Linked DNA regions of Mus musculus: all the other regions are linked to region 1. The links are chromatin contacts, called in public Hi-C and promoter capture Hi-C maps. All regions are on one chromosome and are shown on one strand. The core of a region is the stretch at or near the end of the contact, and the rest is flanking DNA. Distances in the headings are between cores, read along the strand shown. Region 1 holds the start of Pkm (pyruvate kinase, muscle). Region 2 holds the start of Imp3 (IMP3, U3 small nucleolar ribonucleoprotein). Region 3 holds the start of 2700012I20Rik (RIKEN cDNA 2700012I20 gene). Region 4 holds the start of Neil1 (nei endonuclease VIII-like 1 (E. coli)). Region 5 holds the start of Csk (c-src tyrosine kinase).

Evidence for each region. Promoter capture Hi-C pulls out the DNA fragments that hold promoters and counts their contacts. A called contact is a pair of places that touch in the nucleus more often than the background predicts.
Region 2: a promoter capture Hi-C map of pre-B cells shows a contact between it and region 1, with 2.6 times the contacts expected there. The contact joins the promoter of Imp3 here to the promoter of Pkm in region 1.
Region 3: a Hi-C map of uterus shows a contact between it and region 1, with 5 times the contacts expected there. The contact joins the promoter of 2700012I20Rik here to the promoter of Pkm in region 1. A contact is called at or near these places in 2 of 39 promoter capture datasets (liver and pre-B cells) and 2 of 484 Hi-C or Micro-C datasets (CD4 T cells and uterus).
Region 4: a promoter capture Hi-C map of pre-B cells shows a contact between it and region 1, with 2.4 times the contacts expected there. The contact joins the promoter of Neil1 here to the promoter of Pkm in region 1. A contact is called at or near these places in 1 of 39 promoter capture datasets (pre-B cells) and 1 of 9 other capture datasets (adipose tissue).
Region 5: a promoter capture Hi-C map of pre-B cells shows a contact between it and region 1, with 4 times the contacts expected there. The contact joins the promoter of Csk here to the promoter of Pkm in region 1.

What each region holds. Positions count from the first base shown.
Region 1 is chr9:59,655,190-59,657,879 of GRCm38.p6, reverse strand. It overlaps Pkm (pyruvate kinase, muscle), which reads right to left and starts at 1,304. Exons shown (of 11, transcript NM_011099.4): 1 at 1,231-1,304. Gm51708 (a long non-coding RNA gene) reads left to right here and starts at 1,974. Exons shown (of 4, transcript XR_003948336.1): 1 at 1,974-2,043.
Region 2 is chr9:56,936,185-56,938,874 of GRCm38.p6, reverse strand. It overlaps Imp3 (IMP3, U3 small nucleolar ribonucleoprotein), which reads right to left and starts at 1,375. Exons shown (of 1, transcript NM_133976.2): 1 at 477-1,375. The coding sequence starts at 1,368. The coding sequence ends at 814.
Region 3 is chr9:57,074,744-57,077,433 of GRCm38.p6, reverse strand. It overlaps 2700012I20Rik (RIKEN cDNA 2700012I20 gene), which reads left to right and starts at 1,385. Exons shown (of 2, transcript NR_152107.1): 1 at 1,385-1,476; 2 at 1,591-2,231. It overlaps Sin3a (transcriptional regulator, SIN3A (yeast)), which reads right to left and starts at 1,058. Exons shown (of 22, transcript NM_011378.2): 1 at 804-1,058.
Region 4 is chr9:57,146,981-57,149,670 of GRCm38.p6, reverse strand. Neil1 (nei endonuclease VIII-like 1 (E. coli)) reads left to right here and starts at 1,366. Exons shown (of 10, transcript NM_028347.3): 1 at 1,366-1,587; 2 at 2,614-2,690. The coding sequence starts at 2,637.
Region 5 is chr9:57,644,301-57,646,990 of GRCm38.p6, reverse strand. It overlaps Csk (c-src tyrosine kinase), which reads left to right and starts at 1,338. Exons shown (of 13, transcript NM_007783.3): 1 at 1,338-1,996.

The DNA.
Region 1 (2,690 bases), core at 55-2,554:
CAAACCTAAGAATATTAATAGATCACACCGGATTCCAAAACCTAGCTGCCTCCATGCACGACTGGATTTTCACTATAAGGTTCACTTTTTCCAAACTACCAGTGTCCTGGATTTGGAAAAAGTGGTCGAGCTCTTATCTTACTATGACTGGGTATTTACTGGGTCTTTATAGCCTTCAGACTAGAAGATGCCCGGCTTTTTCAAAACCAGTATGCCGGCCACCTTGTGCATGCAGCCCCATCTTCCTCATAGCACTGACTTGACAAAATCTGCTTCCCTAATTAGACCGAGCTCTGTGGGCTATGTGTGTTCTGGTAGCGTCGGGCTCCAGTTTCTGTCGGGAACGGGTATGGGTTGATCGCCCACCCTCCCCCTCGCCAGCACGTGGGAGCAGCATGACCGATTAATCAGACGCATCGCAGTACGTGCCGCCCCTCCGCCGCAGGATGGAGCGCGAGAGCAATGAGGGCCCGTGCCCACCACCAAAAATCTGCGGGCACACAAAACAGGCAGCAATAGCGGCCAACCTTTCTTGCCAGGCCACCGGGAATACAAAAGTTACGTAACTTGTAGCTGCATTACCAAGGACCGCTAGTGACTGCATCCTACCTCCATGCACCGGACCACGAGGAGTCCGCGGACGTGACTAGAATGCGGGGGGAGGGGAAAAGCTGCGAGGGGGAGGGGCGAGGATATGGAGGTTGAAAGGATGCTGCGGCGCGGACGTGACCGGATCGGAGGGGGGAGGGGCGACGAAGAGCTGCGAACACTGGCGCGGGAAGAGAACGCTGACCTGAAAGGAGGATGAACGCGGAGGCTGAATGGGGGGTGGGGGTGGGGTGAGTAGGGGAATTATTTCAAGTAGAGATTAAGAGGAGGGCACCGAATTATGAGGGCACAGAGCTAAGAGGAAGGTCGTAAGTCGTAGTGGATGTAGGAGGACGAGCATCGGAGCAGGGCGAGAACAGGGTGGCGAGGATAGCAATAGTAAGATAAGAGGCTGGAACCAGATTGAGATGGAAGAGAGAGCAGAATGAGACCGTGGGAAAGGAGCTAGCCGGCCACCCTCAATTTGGAGGATTAAGACTTGGACTCAAGTGTGGCTCCTCCCCAACCCGGAGTGGGATGCTCGATGCCTGGCGCCTGAGTCCCGCGTGGGCAGGCAGGCCTGCGTTACACACCAGTGGGCATCGGCTCTGGGGACAGATGGCTTAGGTTCTCCCCGCTCACCTCGGGCGTACTTCGGTTCCTGCTGCGATACCTAGAGCGGACGTCAGTCAAGTGAAGACGAGTCGCTGCTGTGCGGGGCTGCGCCGACTGGGCCTCAAGGTTATCACAGCTGCGGGCCGCCGCAATCCCTCCGCAGCCCCGCCCCTCGCCCAATCCGGGCTGCGGCCGGCGGCGCCCCGCCTCTCAACGGGGCGCCCGCACCTCCTGAGAGAAGCTCAGGGTAGGCGGGACAAGCAGGTTGCCCTTTTGAGGAGGACTACCTTCCGTGGCGGAAGGACATCGTAGACCAAATTTGCTCAAGGGTTATCCTGTTGACCAATGGGGAAGTGGTGAGGGAGCAAGGCCCGCCCACCGGGCCAGCGCCGCCGCCGCCACCACCACCCCTAGGTTCCCGGGCGCCACCGCCACCTGTTGCTTTAGATCGGCTACAAAATGTTCCCTTTTTGGCCTTTTGCCCAGGTCTCCCCATCTGCCCTGGCCTACCAGGGCGGTGCCCAGATTTATAGGTCCACGGACATTCCTCCAGCCCCGCCCGGAGACTCTCCACCCTCCCGGCGCCCGCCCCAGTACACCCTCTGAGGCTGAGCGGAACGGGAAGCTGGGGTGATGGGAGCAAGAGAGTGGTGGAAGGTCTGGGCTGCCTCCTAGAGGGTTCCAGACTTAGAGGCTGGGTAGGAAGAACTTAAGTCTCTCTTTGGAACGTGAGCGCGACCTCCTAATAAGGAGGGCTAGATTGGACCCATGTTAATACTTTGAGTCTCGAATCCTGCACTTTTAAAATGCCTGGACCTGGACGCAGCAAACCAATCCAAGGTAATTAGTGCAGAACTGGACCTACGTGTAGCCATTATCTATGCAGGAGTCAACACTGGTTTTTGACTCAGGCGTGTATGTATTTAAATTTGTAGTATTGGAGGCATTAACAATTTTTTCCCTACAAAGTATTTTCTAATTTCCCAACTGTTAACACTAGTCTTCATTCCGCAGAGTTTTGAAAGCAGATACAATGTTGCCACATTCTAAATGGGAAGACTGTACCTTAGGTTTTGGATTTTTTTTGGTTTTGTTTTGTTCTTTTGTTTTTCTTGGTAAAAGATGGGTGTGACCATTTCAAGCAGACACTTCTTTGTAGTTGAATCACAGGCCTTCATCCCATTTTCGGTCAGTTTTGATTAGAGGGAAGGGTAACATAAATGCAATTTGTAGTGAAATAAAGTTTTTTAGTTTCTTCTATAAGTCCCCTTGGTCCCCTTAGTTTAGGGAAGTAAATGCTTGGTTATTATGGTGGAAAGAACATGAAGTTGGGGAGGGGGAGGTTATATCTGTGGAGGAAATCATTCCTTTCTGCAAGAGAAGGGGGTAGAAGAAATGACCTCTTTGTGCCTTGGACACACACACACAAAAGAACCATAGTGTTCAACAGGGTGACAGTTATCTATCTACTCATGTTGAGGTCCACT
Region 2 (2,690 bases), core at 126-2,625, 2.7 Mb after region 1:
ATCTGCCTGCCTTAACCTCCTAACTGCTGGGATTAAAGGCTGTGCCAGCACTACCTCGCCCTTTTGCTTGTTTTTTTTTTTTGGGGGGGGGGGTGTCCTTAACTCTGAAGCCAGGACCTTGAAGAACATCTGTTTTCAGGAACCTCCTGGGTCCCTTCTAACCACTAGCTGGCCAAACTACAGGGCGATCATTTCCTTAGGCAAGCAAACACTCCAGGACTTTAATATGGTATTTCCTGGGGCTGGAATATCAACAGGAAGTCTTGTGGATAAAAGCTCTGCCAAAACATTCATTCCGAGAAAAGGACTGGTTAAGTGACAAATCTGCCCAGCTTGTACAACATCCTGCAACCTCCACGTGAGGCTCCAAAGCCTCACGCCTTCAACCCTTTTCCTGCCCTTAGGCTCTTCAGCTAGCAAGATAATAGATATGGCTATGTAGGACCCTAGGTAAGAAGAACGACCAGACAAAAATGTGCACTTAAACAACGTCGGTGGGACATTTATTGGCATTAGGAAAGGGTTTCTTTAAACGATATAAATATACTGAACTCAAACTCTCCATCCAGACGGTCCTATTTCAAGATGAAAGCAAAGGGGAAGAGGTAACATTCCTGCTTCTACACCACAAAGTTTAAGGCACAAGAAGCTAGCAATCCCCAGTGCGGTACAAAACTGCTTCCCACTGTCTCTCAAGACACAGTCACTTAATTGTCAGTCCAAATTCTAGGAAAAATTCCCAGTACACCGGGGCAATCCTCCCCATCCCCGGTTCAGTGACCTGTAGCTGAGAAGCCAGGACAAGAAGACTCGCTAGGCATCTAGATCAAAGTCATCGCGCTCCTCATTGTACTCCAACACGTGCCGCTTGATCTTGGATGAGTCCACCCAGGTGACAAAGTCCTCCATGCTGCGAGTGACGAGAAAGGCGGGATCAGTGACCACGTCTGGGCCCACGCGGACATGACCCTGCTCCACAAAAGCCACAGCAGCTTGGAGATGCTGCGCCATGCGTAGCTTGAGGAGCAAAGTAGGCAAGCGGCGGCGGCAGAAGGACGAGGCCGAGACGGAGTCGCAGAGTTCCAGTGAGCCGCGCGTGGGCACCAGGCCCATAGCGTACAGCTTGTCCAACAGCGCCGCCGAGGCGCGCACGCGGAATGGGTCGCGTTCCGGCAGGTCGCGCAGGCGCCGCGCCAGCTCGCGCACCGCTCGGCTCAGCTGGTTGTAGCGCGTGTACTCCTCGCGCCGCTGCAGCCGGTACCGCCGCAGCACACGCAGTTCGTGGAGGTTGTGGTCGGTGACTTCCCAGTTTAGGAAGTCCACCTGTTTCAGCAGCTTCTGCTCGTGGAACTTAAGCTTCCGCACCATGATGGAGAATGCGGGAGAAAGGGAATACGTTGAAAATCTAGCGTAATTTCCGCCTCGACGTAGAAAGACCCCGCCTCTAGATCACTGGACCAATCAAAAGATTGGTTAAAGACACGCCCCCGGTTTTTCATTCGTCCAACTCTGGAACTTCCTGTTTTGAAAGGGGAGCGGGGGAGAAAGAATTGCGGAAGGAGAGCCGTGTCCTGCGAATACACTTTTCCTTGCATGCAGTGCGTATGCAACTAGTCTAGTCCAGTGTTGTGTTTTGTTTTTAAATATTTATTCATTTACGTATTTTGTGTATATGATTGCTCTGTCTTCATACCGGAAGAGAGCTTCAGATCCCCTGTTTGTGGTTTTCCTGGGAATTGAACTCTGGACCTTTGGAAGAGCAGTCAAGTGCTCTTAACCGCTGAGCCATCTTGGCAGCACCTAGTTTACTCTCAGAGTTCTGTCTTTGGTGACTGAAGAGAGTCTGCTCCGTCAATAGCTGTAGATGTCAGTTTCCAGAGAGAGAGGTTACTGCCTTTAAAAGAGTTGTCTCATAGTTTTGGTTGTGAGCCTATTATTTAATGGCTGAGCTATCTCTCCAACTCTGGAAAGATGGCTTAGCAGTTAACAGCACGGCTGCTCTTCCGGAGGTCATGAGTTCAAGTCCCATCGCCCACATAGTGGTTCACAACCATCTATAATGTGATCTGATGCTCTTTTCTGACATGCACATGTACATGCAGCTAAGAGCACTGATACACATAAAACAAATCTTTTTTTTTTAAAGCATACACAACTTTAGAAGAGTGGAATGCTAATAAATAAATAAGAGGATTATCTCTGTCAAAAAACGTGATTAGAACTCTGCAAATGTCTCAGTTCCAGTGGTCCCCAGAGTTGACAAATAGTCCCATCCTGGCCAGCATGAGATCTGTCACTGGACTGGCAGTAGTACCAAACAATCAGGATTGGAAGCATTCCTGCCTCTTATTTTTTTGACACAGTTTCCTTAGGTAGCCCAGGTCAGCCATGAATTCACCACAATATAACCAGATTCAATCCAAAAGGATGAGATTATGAGTGAGCATGTGCCACCATGGCTGTCTTACTTTATTTTATTTTTTGAGACAGAATGTCTCTAGTACTATCTGTCCTGGTAATTTTTATATAGACCAGGCTGTCCTTAAACTCAAAGAGATCCATTTACCTCTGCCTCCAAGTGCTGGAGTTAAAGTGTTACTCAGGTATGTCTGGAGATTGTTTCTGCAATCCTCAGTGACTGATGGTACCCATCAATGATGAGAAATTCAGAGTGTAAGTAGGAGTCCTAA
Region 3 (2,690 bases), core at 136-2,635, 2.6 Mb after region 1:
GCTGAGTATCTCGTCCCAATAATTACAACGAAGAGGAGCAGCTGACCACGCTTCTACTCTCCCTAGCTGTTAAGGCGCCATCCATGGTGTGTGAAGCAAAGTAGAAGACTACAGCTACGGGCCACGATGCCCCAAGCAGAATGGATGAAGAAGCCACAGCATAAAGTCCGGACACCTCCACCGTTCCCAGTCTACAAGGGGCCCTCCCACCCACGGGGATGCTGGGAGGAGCAGACACGGAGCCCTGACCCCCTGCCAGACGCCACAGCGGGCTTTCCCCAGCTCCTCTTCACTGCTAAGGAGGCGGAAATCCCGGAGGGGGCGGGGCGGGAGGGGCGTGGCATCACAGCCCCGGACGCGCCTTCCGGCCAACCGGATCCCGCTAAGGCGGGGGAACACAGGCTTCACGCCCCCTCGCCACCGCGCCCTGAAAGCCACACGCCGGGACCCTCTTCCCGTCCCGCACGCCCCGCGGACCCAAAGCAGTTCAGCCAGTGGTCCCGCCCATAAGGGAGAAGGGGCGGGGTCACAGCCGCGGGCCTTTAGCGCGAGCCCGTCCCGCCCCTTTCTCCACCACCGCACGCGCGCCGGCCCCGCCTCTGATCGGCGGGACTAGGACCCGCCCCTCCGTGCGCACCGGGACTACGCTCTCCTCCCCCTCCCGCACTGAGTGCGGCTCCGCTCCGCCCCCCACAGCCACGCACGGGAAGCCGAGGTCAGCCCCCCCGAAAAACACACGCCCTCCAGTCCCGGGTTACCCGCCACCCAGCTGCTGGGCGGACCGCGGTGCGGCGTGCTCTCACCGCAAAAGCTCCAGCCACTCAGCCTGTGCGTCGCTCCCGGCGTGAGCCTCGCACCCAGCACGGAGGCCCCGGAACGGCGCGGGCACAGGCCCGCAAGAGCGGACTGGCAACCTCCTTTGCGCCCACGAAGCGGTCACAGGCCTGGGTGCCCAGACTGGGAAGGAGGGAGGGAGGGAGGGAAACTCTAAGGGGGGAAGGGGAGGGGGGAAGATGGAGAAACCGTCTCTGCCGCCTCTACCGCCGCGGCCGCTTCTCTGTTACCCGGGAAATCCCGCCCACTCTCCCGGCCCGCCCCGCCGAGGGAAGGCTTAACCTCGCTCCGCCACGGGATATATTACCCATCCGTCAATGGTTTAGCCAATCACTATGCCGCAAAGACCTACTCCCGCCCTCTTCCCTCGCTGGGAGGGGAGAGCGAGCCGCTCACCTTCTCCACGCCCCTATTGGCGGGGAGAGTCCCTAACTCAACCCCGCCTATTGGAGACTGATTGCCGAATCCCTCCTCCGGGCTCTAATACTATTGGAGGAAGAGGAGTACCTCTTCACATCTCATTGGAGAGTCTCACATATCCCTCCCCATACCGCCCCAGCCACAGGCCTAACAAATCGGCTCCCGCCTCCGCCGGTCCCTGCATTGGAAGACTACCTTTGCTTCTCTCATAGCCCCAGGAAGGTAAGTAACCAATGTGGGGTAAAAATGTCCTTAAGTGAGGCCGACTCCACCCACTACACGGCTGGGCCAGGCCCCGCCCCCAATGATCTGATTGGACTATCTTGGCGCCGGTAGGAGCCGCCATTGGACACGGCGCCGGTCCAGGAAGGAGACCATTCCGCCCTGCGCGAGGATGCTGAACCTTAGCAGTCCTTTTGTGGAATGTTTACACTGGAGACTGAACCTCAGCGTTCCAAGGCCGGGATCGGAGATGGCGGGGAGCTCAGCGGCCGAAACCCGAGGCTTTGAGATTTGAAAAGGAAAAGGCAGTAGTATTACCCGCCGTGGAGAATTAACCAAAACAATGACAGAAAGCCTTGTCCTTCCTACCCACTTATTTTTACACTTTCACGGTCTTCTAAACACAGCCATCTGGAGCACTCAGCAGCTACTTTCAGCAAGCCGACTCCAAAATTAAGGTCTGGAGCTCTAATCTGATCCAAAAGCCCAGATATTACTAGCTGGTCACTAGGGCTGACTGAATACTGTGACACTGGGACAACCAGAATCTGCAGCCCTCAGGGGGCGGAGATAACCCAGCGGAGGCCTTTAAATGTCACCGCCTGGGCAAGCCTCCGGAAGGCGGAGCATGAAGGGAAAATGTATACTCTATTGGTCGGGTAGATCCAGGGACATTTTAAACTGGAGGAAGAGAGGCTGAAAACCTCACACAGACCACTGCATAAATAAACCTTGAGTGTGCACTTACGTTCACAGAAGGAGTAAAAATTCCAGATTGTGTGAAGGATATGGTCTTAAGAATGACTGTTCAAGGGGAAGGGCTGTAATCGCAACCATTCGCGAAAGGGCAGGAATAGTCTGAATTTAGGAACCCTAAGGCCAGCCCTTCAAAAAAAAGGGGGGTGGGCATTCCTCCTTAGCAGAGTGAGTTAATGGCGGTCTCTAAGCCTTCTGGGTAAGTAACAATGCCTGAACACAAAAAGTGCTTTGAAATACCTAGTTCTTGGGCTGGTGAGATGGCTCAGCGGCTAAGAACGCCGTCTGCTCTTCCAAAGGTCCTGAGTTCAAATCCCAGCAACCACATGGTGGCTCACAACCATCCGTAATGGAATCTGATGCTCTCTTCTGGAGTGTCTGAAGACAACTACAGTGTACTTACATATAATACATTAATTAATTAATAATAATAATAATAATAAAGACCTAGTTCTTTT
Region 4 (2,690 bases), core at 117-2,616, 2.5 Mb after region 1:
GACTCCGACTTCCGCATGTGCACTGTGGTACATGAATACCTCCCACACACACACACACATCATATACACAGCACAACGACAATAAAAAAGAATCCAACAGAGAGTTTGCTGTACAACAGTGTTAGCTACAGACCGCATGCTGCACTTGCTCATCTTAGGCAACTGGAACTTTATTCCTACTATCAACCTCTCCTCCCCTACCCCATCTTCAACAATCTTTCTCCTCACTCTGTGTGTCTGATTAATGTGGACTTCTCACATAAATGGAATCTCAGTGTTTGTCCTTCTGTAACTGACCTACCTACCACCTAGCATAATATCCTCAAAATCACCTATGCTGCTACCTGTGGCAGGCAGTGTATAATATTCCACTCTGCTTATATTCCACACGCTGTGTTTCTTAAGACATTTTTATCATCTCCCTCCCCACCCCATGTGTGTGCGAGCTTGCTAGTTCATGCTTGAACACGTGAGTACAGCCGCCTGATGAGACGGGAAGCCTGTGGAGGCCATTCTCATTCAAACCACGACAGTGGCCCTTTCCTATCATCCCAGTTCTTACTGAGGAGGCTGAAGAGAAGATCAGGGGAAGCTGGGAACCAGTCTGAGGCCCAGGACAATGAGGAATACATAGCAAGACCCTCTCTTTAACCGTCCTCTCCTAAAAAATATAAGAAATGAGTAAATGGGTGACTGGAGGAACAAGAGAAATAAGTGTGTAAAAGGGTGAGTCTCCGCTGTTGGTCAGCACAACGCACCTGCAGAGGCTTTCTTTCTCTTTTATACGTTTTAATAATGCTGCTTCCATCTCCCAGGGACGTTTGAGGCTTAGCCTCACCAATGTTTCTCTCCTCTTGTTCTCCCCTAGCCTACCCATCACCACTCACCCCTGCGGCAGCCACACAGGCCTTCCTCAGCTTCTGTTCCTGAACTTTGAATCGATCCCTTGTGCCTGGCAAAAGGTATCTTGCCGACACTTTTTTTTTTTTTTTTTTTGCCTGAGGTTGTGACAGTCAAACCAAGCTTTTGTGCCTAACTCCTGACTTTACCTAGTGCTGCCCCAGATATAAGCCCCTGTGGTATTGCCGGATGCACTCCCCCCTCTCGGCCCCCTAGCTCCCGCAGGCCGTGATAAAGTTGTTTATATGTTACATCTGACTGCTCATTGACACGGCCATCTTGGGTCCCCAGGGATTGTTTATCTTGCACCTGTGTATGCCTCGCATACAGCTGCTTGTGGCTCTACACAGCGCCGTTTCCGGCTGCTGGCGTCAATCCTGGCCAGGCTAACTGGTGACTTCAACTGCAGACGCAGCTGCGACTCCGGGCACCAGTTCGGAACAAGGCTCTGCTCACAGTTCTTTCGTCACCTCCGGGTTACGCGACTGCTCCAAAGCTTGCCCAACACCCGGGATTCTCATAAATAAGGAACTCCATTCCATACTGCGCCGCCTGCCTGAGAAAACTACATTTCCCAGCAGGTACCAGAGTGTCTCTAGCCTTTCCCAGCGTGCTCTGAAGTTCGGCAGACTGCTGGGATTAACCCCTTACTGGCTGCTGCCTCAGGTTGAGCAGTAACCAGAGCAGGTATTCATTCAACTTTAATGGGGGCGATTCGGGGTCTCAGTAAAGGTGAAGATCTAAAGGATCTGGGAGCCCGGGAAAGACAGAGAAACCAAAATTTTGTTGGGTGTGTGCGCTATCTCACACCTCGCAAAACTAGGACTCTGAAGGTTTTCCGCAAACCGAACCCTTTTTGGTGCCAAGCCCCCAACGCGTCTACTTTAAAACCGCCCGTCTTCCCTACCTACCTTCTCCTCAGATCTTGCTAGTAGCAAAGCGCGAGGTGAGGGATAGAGGAGGGTGGTGAGGACAAAGAACGAGAGCCCTGTCCTTCCTGGCACCCCAGGGATCCATGAGAACAGGGCTGTGCACAGATTGGAGCTTACCCTTCTCCTACTTCTGCCTCCTGTCCTGACAAGAAGGCAGCCGGGAGAAAGCCTCTCTCTTCTGCCTGGGTGACCATGGCAGGCTAGGTCAATCCCATTGGTCCAGCGCACATTTGAGTTTCTACCTCCATGGATGTAGACAGATTCAGGGCCTGATTGAGCTGTAGTGGATGAGTGACCCGAGCTTTGCCTTGGGTGCCGTGAGGTGCTAGAACAGATGCTGAGTAGCTTTGAACTTTGGGAGCTCCTAAGTTAAGATGTGGATTAGGGAGAGAGAAGGCCTCCTTCAAACTTCCTACTGTGTGTGGGATGGGAGGCAGCAGGGGCAAAGGCCAGGAGTTGGGGAGGAACAGGTTTGTAAGTGGGTAGGAGGGATTGGGGGACACAAGGTAATAGGCTCCAGCAAGAATCTGAACTGTATTCTAAAGCGAGGTGTGGAGGCCATGGAAGGAAAGCACCAGTGAGCAAGACAGCCATGTGCCTCCCAGCTTCAGCTTCCTGGTACCCAGTACCTTGGATGGGTGGCCAGGCCACCATTTCTTTGCCTATCCTATATGGCGCTATGCCTCTCTGTGTCTCTGACTTTTCCTCTGTACAAACTTGGTAATAATTCCTACTGAACAAGACATTTCTGGCACGACCTGTTGTCCTCTTCCTACTACAGGGCCCAGCCATTCCTCCTTCAGAATGCCAGAGGGCCCAGAGCTGCACCTGGCCAGCCACTTTGTGAATGAGACATGT
Region 5 (2,690 bases), core at 89-2,588, 2.0 Mb after region 1:
CTCACCACGTGCCACTTGCGCACCGAGCACTTCAAACCTATTAACTCATTTCCTCTCCACAAAACCTTACAAAGTTGGTGGTACCGCTCTTGCTCACTTTACCAAACCACAGTGGAAAAGGACAGACAGAGATTAGCTAACTGGTCCGACGTTGTTACACAGCCAGTGACAACTTCCCTATTGCATCTCAGCTGAAAATAAAGCCCGGAAGAGTTCCAAGAAGCTCTGTGGTTCTTTGGCCCTGTAGCTTGCAGGACTGACCGCATCTCTTTCTGCTTTCCCCTACACACGAAGTAAGTCAGGTCTCCCTGCTGTGTTCCCAGATCTAGAAAATCAACCCATGTTCCCTTCTTTCCTGTTTCTTGTGGACCTTGTACCTTTTTTTTTTTTTTCATTGTTTATCAATTTGTTCTTTGTGACAATATTTTTGCAACAACCCCTCATGAGAATTTGGCAGATATAGAGGTTTTAAGAAGTGGACTCCGGCCGGGTAGTGGTGATGCACACTCTTTTTGTTTGTTTGTTTTATGTTTTGTTTTGTTTTTCGAGACAGGGTTTCTCTGTGTAGCCCTGGCTGTCCTGGAACTCACTTTGTAGACCAGGCTGGCCTCAAATTCAGAAATCCACCTGCCTCTGCCTCCTGAGTGCTGGGATTAAAGGCGTGGGCCACCACCGCCCGGAAATGCACTCTTTAATTCTAGCACTTGGGAGGAAGAAGCAGGCAGATCTTTATGAGTTCGAGGCCAGCCTGGTCTACAGAGCAAGTTCCAGAGCTACATAGTGAGACCCTGTCTCAGAAAAACAAAAGATAACAAAAAAACTACAAAGGAGGAGAAGGAAGAAGAGGAAGAGAAGGAAGAAGAGGAGGAGGAGAGAGGAGAAAGGAGGTGGAGGAGAAGGAAGGAGAAGGACGGTGGTAGACTACAGAGCAGGGGCTGTGTAAATGCATGCTTACTGTCCCAGAAGAGTCTAGGCCTAGCCTCCACTATAGAAAGAAAACTTCGCTGGGGGGGGGGGGGGGGGGAAGAGGAGGAGAAGGAGGAGGAGGAAGCAGAGACGGTGGTAGACTACAGAGCAGGGGCCGTGTAAATGCATGCTTACTGTCCCAGAAGAGTCTAGGCCTAACCTCCACTCTAGCAAGGAAGCTTCGCCTAGAGGAAGCTGAGAGGTTGGCTCTAGCATGCTGGTGGCCCTCTGAAAGGACCTTCGGGAGCCTTCGCGAAGGCCAGCAAGTGGGGGCAGGGCGTAGACGCGGACACACCCCCCGCATTTCCTCCAAGGTCCAGCAGAGGGCGCCGACCCACGCCCCGCTGCTCGCCCGGCAGGCCCCCTCGCGCAGGCGCGCCGCAGCGGGCGGAGGATCCGGGCCGCGCTTCCTCTCACCAGGCCTGCGAGCTTCCTCCCATCGGAGCCCGGGCGAGCTGAGGTTGGCCGCCGCCGCTGAGCCTGCTGCCTTCCTTGCGCTTCCGCGCCACCCTGCGCCCTGCCCCGGGGAATCCCACCGGGGTGGGGTCCGAGCAGGGCCAACCCGGGCCGCGCCGCCGTCGGGGCCGTCCCCGGGCCAGCCGTCCCTCCCGCCTGGCCAGCCTCTGGCCGCCCAGCCTCCGGGGTGTGGGGCTTAGGCAAGCCCTGCGAGCGGCGATCGAACGCCCGGGGCGGCCCCCCGGCGGCGGCGCGACGTCCCCAAACCGAACCTCCGTGGCCGCGTTCGGAAGCGGAACTCTGCCGGGGCCGCGCCGGCTACATTGTTTCCTCCCCCCCGGACTCCCTCCCGCCCCCTTCCCCCGCCTTTCTTCCCTCCCCGCCTGGGGCTGCGCGGCAGTCCCCCTGCCTGTCTGGCTCCCCTTCCCTCTCTTTTCGCATCCATACACCTCTTTGTACCGCACCCCCTGGGGACCCCTGTGCCCCTCCCCTCCCCCTTGGCCGCATGGACTGTCCTGCAGGCCACTGATGCCGCCCTCGGTGAGGAGGCCTGGACCGCAGTGCCCCCAGAGAGGTGAGTGCTGGGCAGCCCCAAAGGAGGTGGGTGTCCTAATGCCCCCTAGAAGGGAGGAGGTCGCTCGTCCCGCCTCTGTAGCCACCACCGCCGCGCCCACACCCATCCCCCCAACCCCCCACCTCCCAAACGGGTTCGAATTCTCCCGGGAATCACTGTCAGAACACTACTGGGAATGAGCCACAAGGGAGGTAGTACTACCCAGCACCACGAGAGAATTGGCTTAGGTCTGCAGAGTCCTACCTTCCCACCCCCCAACTCCCGTGAGGAGAGCAGAGTGGGAAGTGGCTGGACCCCGGAGGAAGAGAAGTGGTATGGGCCGGACTCCCGGGCGTTTGCCCTTTCCCGTTCAGGGCTTCCCTGAAGGTATCCTGGCTTGTCTGGTTCTGAACTCTACTTCAGTCGTTGCACAGAGGTTCTATTGGCTCCAAGCAGCCCAGGGCCATGCCACCTCCCTTTGTGCCTGATAGAAGGCCGGGTCCTTGAACTAAGCCTGTCACCCTTGACCTGCCAGAGGATCAGGCTTAAAGCAAGGGACCTCTGACCCTTGGGTGGAGAAACTGGGCAGGGCTTCCAGTCTGCGTAGAGGTGACACTGGGCATTGGTACTGTACCCCGTTCCCCCCACCCCCACCCCCAGCATCCTCATCAGTCTATTTTCCCAGGCTTCTCAGGACCCAGACCAGTTATTTGGA